Linked DNA regions of Pan troglodytes: region 2 is linked to region 1. Evidence: chromatin contacts called from public Hi-C data. All regions are on one chromosome and are shown on one strand. The core of a region is the stretch at or near the end of the contact, and the rest is flanking DNA. Distances in the headings are between cores, read along the strand shown. Region 1 overlaps GIT1 (GIT ArfGAP 1). Region 2 overlaps NUFIP2 (nuclear FMR1 interacting protein 2).

Region 1 (2,700 bases), core at 44-2,543:
GGAAAGGCTGGTTGAGTGCCAATATGAGCTCACTGACCGGCTGGCCTTCTACCTCTGTGGACGCAAGCCGGGTGAGCAGAGCTTGGGGGGCGCCTGGCTGTGGCAGGCCTGGCTGGGGCTGGGCAGGTGGGACCTGGACACACCCGGCAGCAGGTGCTATGGTGACAGAGCGGCTGGGGAGCAATGTTGCTAGGCAACTGGCTCCTGTGAAATTGCTGCAGGCTCTGGGCCATAGCATCGCTGGGGCTAGGGAGTGGGGGTGGGCATCCTGCATCCTCCCGCGAGCTCCCAGCATTCTTGGGGGTGGCCTGCCCTCCCCACTTTCCCCTGACACTTCTGGGTGCCAGCCCTGCTCATGGCAGTGAGGTGGGCTCCCAGCTGCTGAGGCCACCCAGCACTAGTGAGTGACTTGGCATTTTTATTTTTGTTCAGATCACAAGAATGGGCATTACATCATCCCACAGATGGCTGACAGGTGAGTGCCCACCTGATGCCCCTTTCCAGAGGCTGTTGGATGCCATGTGGGTGGCTGACCCCCAGAGCTCCCAGCCCAGGTTTCAGAGGCCTAGGACCCTGCTCCCTCCCCCCAGAGACTAGAGGCACAGCTTAGTCCTCAGTCCCTAATGCTGGGCCCCAAGGCAGGTAAAAAATGTCAGCTCCGTATGTGGCCCGCATAGTCTGAGCCCCGTGACTGTCAAGTACATGGAGGGCTCGGGTGTGAGAAGCTACCTGTGGGCCGGGCGTGGTGGCTCACGCCTGTAATCCCAGCACTTTGGGAGGCCGAGGCGGGCGGATCACCTGAGGTCGGGAGTTTGAGACTGGCCTGGCCAACATGGAGAAACCCCGTCTCTACCAAAAATACAAAATTAGCCAGGCGTGGTGGCGCATGCCTGTATCTCAGCTACTTGGGAGGCTGAGACAGGAGAATCGCTTGAACACAGGAGGCAGAGGTTGCGGTGAGCCGAGAGCACGCCATTGCACTCCAGCCTGAGAAACAAGAGCAAAACTCCAAACTCCGTCTCAAAAAAAAAAAAAAAAAAGAAAAAGAAGCTACCTCCGGCTGGGAGGGTGGGCCACTGGGTTCTGTCCCAGTGGCACCAACCCCACTGTCTTTAGAGAAGCCTCTGCTCTTCGCTGAAAAGATGAGTGGGCTTCAGGGATGTGACTAACTTTGTGACTGCTGGCTAGGCCTCTAGCGTGCTCAGAATTAGGCAGGTGCCCTGAGGCTGGTTGAATGAGGTGTTTCTGCTTCCGTCTGAGAGGCAGTGTGGGACACCCCCTGCCACTCACCCAGCACATAAGATGGATGCTGGTGCCACCTGGTGGCCACCTCTGATGGCCACGTCCTCATGCCAGGCTGTGCCTGCTGGCCTGGATCTGGAGAGAGGAGGTGCTCTCCTCCCCAAGGGCCTGTGTGGGCAGATGGGCATAACCAGGCCTGGGCAACTCAGATCCTAAACCCAGACCTCTTCCAGACCCCAAGGCTCCTACTTCTATGGTCTGATTCTACCTGGGCTGTGTGTGCATGCGTGCATGTGTATGGTAAATACACCCACATATGGGCTCCATTCAACAGCACATTAACTGAGCACCTTCCCGGAGCCAGCTACTGCCCTTGGCACTGGGAGCACAGAGGCACCTGAGACACAATCCCTGCCCTTAAGGAGCTCACAATCTAGCTGGGGAGGCAGCCTAGGCAGGTGATTCTAGTCCTCATGGGGGAGTGCAGCAAGAGAGGCAGAGGCATGGAGGGTAGAAATGCTGCATGGGAATTGAGGCAGCCCCCGGGCTGGAGCACAGCATGGGAGGCAGGGAACCCTACAAGCAAGACTGGGATAGAGACGAGCTGGAGAATGAGCAGCCCCGAGAGCATCAGCAGGAGCAGTGACCATCCCGAGAGCGGAGAGTTCCAGGCACAGAAGTGTGAAGTCATCTCTGCTGCTTACTGGCTGTGTGACTTGCAGGCTGCTTGACCTCTCTGAGCCTTGGTTACCTCTCCTGGAAATGGAGATGACAGCATCTATTTTTCAGGGAGGAGAGGATTAGATAAGAATGTATGCAAAATGTTTAGCCTTTGTTTTTTTTTTTAAAGAGTTGGGGTCTCGCTCTGTTGCCCAGGCTGAAGTGCGGTGGCTTGATCATAGCTTACCACAGCCTCAAACGATCCTCCTACCATAGCCTCTTGAGTAGCTGGGACTACAGGCACATGCCACCATGCTCAGCTAATTTTTAAATTGCTTTTGTATCTCTGTGTTGCCCAGGCTGGTCTCCACCTCCTGGCCTCAAGCGAACCTCCCACCTTGGCCTCCCAAAGTGCTAGGATTACAGGTGTGAGCCACTGCGCCCGGCCCTAGGGTATTCTGATGAAGTATGTTTGGAGTGTGCCATATGCACGTGTTATCACTGCAGTGCTTTAAGGCAAGGGGTAGTGCAGCCAGGTGTATCCAAAAAATCACCCTGGCTGCTGGGTGGAACAGGATTGTAGGGACAAGACTAGAAGGAGGGAGATTAAGAAACTTACAAAGCCCAGGCAACAGGTGATTGAGGAACCTGGGGAGCTTCACTAGGACTGGAGGGTGAGGGAGGCTTCAGGTGACTGCCAGGTGGCTGACACTGGTGGTGGACGAACAGGTCACTGAGAGGAAGAGCAAGCCAGAGGAGGAGGGGTGGGGGACGCGGTGAGATGAATTCAGCTTTGTC
Region 2 (2,700 bases), core at 8-2,507, 210 kb after region 1:
TATAAAATGGATTGTAATGAGCAAAAGGAGACGTAGGGAGACCACTTGGGACCCCACTGCAGACCAGGTGAGAGATGGTATTAACTTGGACTAGGAGGACAACAGTGCTATGGATGTAATCATTCATTTATTATTTTGATCAATAAATATTGAATGAGCTCCCATGAAGAGTGCTAGGCAGTAAAGATACAAATTTGAGGCTGGGCACGGTGGCTCACACCTGTAATCCCAGCACTTTGGGAGGCCAAGGTGCATGGATCACGAGGTCAGGAGATCGAGACTATCGTGGCTAACATGGTGAAACCTCATCTCTACTAAAAATAAAAAAAATTAGCCGGGCGAGGTGACAGGCGCCTGTAGTCCCAGCTACTCGGAAGGCTGAGGCAGGAGAATGGCGTGAACCCGGGAGGCGGAGGTTACAGTGAGCCGAGATTGCACCACTGCACATTGCAGGCTGGGTGACAGAGCGAGACTCTGTCTCAAAAAAAAAAAAAAAAGATACAAATTTGAGCAAAGTAGACATGGTCCCTGCCCTCAAAGAGTTTCTCTAAGAGATAGAATAGACAGGAATTAGTGGTGAGTTGCATGTGGTACTGATGTAAAATAAGTGGTCTGGGATGATTAACTGACTTCCAGTTGTCTCCGACACCTATGTTCCTTCTACCACACTACTTCCCCGAGGATTTGTATTGTAGATGAAGAGCAGGGGACTGAAGGGCAGAGTTATGAAGGAAGACCAAGGCGAATTTGGGAAGAGCTTGTATGCCATTCTCATCAACTCAGACTTTATTCTGGAAACTTTAGGGAGCCATTGAACATGTGTAAGCCAGGAAATAGCTTGGACAGATATATGTGTTAGCAAGATCAAGATTTCTTATCCTTTAACACTTAGAATTCCTACAGGGCTAACTAGGCAAGGATGAAAACATGCTAATCTTCTTTTCATATTCTACCCTCTAGTGGCAAGAGGAAAAACAGCAAGTCCAACTCCACAGGTTTGTAAGGAGCAGCCAGCTTTGATTTGCCCTGCACGTCATAGCTCAGAAAGTTTTGCTGCTCATACAATCCTCAGCAAAGACCATCCATTCATTCCGGGATTCCCCCAGCTCATGGACACAGGTCGGTCTCTAACTACAGACAGCCTTCTTCTGGGAACTCTCACCAGCCTGATTTCCAAACTCCCAGTCCACCTTCACATTGTTTGCCTGTTTTCAGTGCCTTTCCTCTGCAGATCTCTCAGTAGGCAGCCGTAAGGAGTCAGCAAAGGCTAACACGGCTGCCCTCAGCTGGAAACCTAGTGTAGTGCCTATTACATTTCTCCTGGAACCATTCCTTGTGAGAAAGGCAATTCAAACTCTATCTTAAGTGAGCATCTACTTCCTTTTCATCTGAGTTATAAAAGAATAGTGCCCCCTTTGGCTCAAATCTATGCAATGTGGAGGAAGAAAAGGCAAGAGCTAATCCTTGCCATGAATTCATCATTGTCATCGTCACCATTTCACCATTATCAGCAACAGACTCTAGAAACAACTTGGTGAAGGCTTGAAAATAGAGGGTAGGGCAGATATAGGGCAGCCTTCTCAAGGATATCTCCTCCTTTTTTTGAAAAGAGATGTTCTCTTTTTCTTGCATCTTTATTCTCAGTCCATTTGCCCTACAGCCTCTGTGCTTCCAAGATGAAGTTCTGATAAGTGTCTGCTGTGATAAGATAATAAGAGAGTCTATCTATGTAGCTTGGAAATAAACACTGGAATTGCTTCTCAAAAATCCAGATTGATTTAAACACCCTCTGGCAATGTTCTTTTGGCATCCTCCCCAATTTTAAATAACTTGGGTCACAGTTTCCTCCACTCATTGACTCAGCACTTCAGTGGCAAAGTGACCCTCTAAATTTCACCTCAGCTAAGATAGCTCCTCCACCTCCTAGAAGGATAATATTGTGAATTAAATGCTGATGCTGTTTCTGATTTAGCACATATGCACCACCCACAGACAATTTATTCTAGACTTTCTTTTAATGCCAGGGGCTTTAAGATTACTGATGAACAGATCCCTCCCCCATCCAAGCCCTCTATTCACCCAGGAATTTGCGATGGAAATAGTACTGTTGGCTGGAGTAGAGCGGCATACCAGTGCTTCTGAGAGCTGAGTGGCCGTTGCCATGGGGGCGAGTGTGTTTGTATAGAACTGCCTATACAAGGTGGCAGGATTGAGGGCTGCTTTTGATTCAGAGCTGATTAGAGTAGACCTGAGCCAGCCCCCTTATTTTACAGATGAGGAAACTGAGGCCCAAAGATTTAGTTAAATGACTTATTCAAGGTCTGAGGGCAAGGTAGAGACAGAGTTGGGCCTTTTGCAATGCATCACTCTTTCCAATAAAACACCCATTCTGGTTGAGTGGGTGCTCTTCCAGCCAGTTCCACTAATGCCACTATGTTATTACAGCACCATCAATCCAGGTGGAAGTGCCAGGAAACATGGTACAGGCAATAATGACTATGTAAATATTCTTGCATTTGTATGCATGCATATGTTTGCATCAAATTACACGTGCACACCTGAGGGTGATTGTGCTAACTGGATGTTTTTATAGTTCTCTGATTACTGAAATTCCTTAAACCACCCTTTCCTCAAGTGAAATGCGAATAAGAAATAATGCCTATCTCAAAGGATTAAATGAAATAATGAATTTAAAGTACT

What was found. Hi-C and Micro-C count contacts between places; a contact is called where the count stands out from the background.
Region 2: a contact with region 1 is called in a Hi-C map of induced pluripotent stem cells, with 3 times the contacts expected there. The contact joins two enhancer-like sites. A contact is called at or near these places in 3 of 7 Hi-C or Micro-C datasets (induced pluripotent stem cells and stem cell-derived neural progenitor cells) and 1 of 1 datasets of contacts at active chromatin or transcription factors (stem cell-derived excitatory neurons).

The regions. Positions count from the first base shown.
Region 1 is chr19:37,999,303-38,002,002 of NHGRI_mPanTro3-v2.0_pri, forward strand. It overlaps GIT1 (GIT ArfGAP 1), which reads left to right. Exons shown (of 21, transcript XM_511377.8): 6 at 1-71; 7 at 433-475. Among named protein-coding and RNA genes, the nearest start is that of GIT1, 9.1 kb to the left of the region's middle. Within about 2 kb of position 1,294, at least 10 of the 24 cell types and tissues checked have an H3K27ac peak or open chromatin away from gene starts, as enhancers often do. A contact at or near this core is called in induced pluripotent stem cells and stem cell-derived neural progenitor cells, where this site is marked.
Region 2 is chr19:38,214,199-38,216,898 of NHGRI_mPanTro3-v2.0_pri, forward strand. NUFIP2 (nuclear FMR1 interacting protein 2) reads left to right here. Exons shown (of 6, transcript XM_511374.9): 2 at 961-1,119. Among named protein-coding and RNA genes, the nearest start is that of NUFIP2, 20 kb to the left of the region's middle. Within about 2 kb of position 1,258, at least 10 of the 24 cell types and tissues checked have an H3K27ac peak or open chromatin away from gene starts, as enhancers often do. A contact at or near this core is called in induced pluripotent stem cells and stem cell-derived neural progenitor cells, where this site is marked.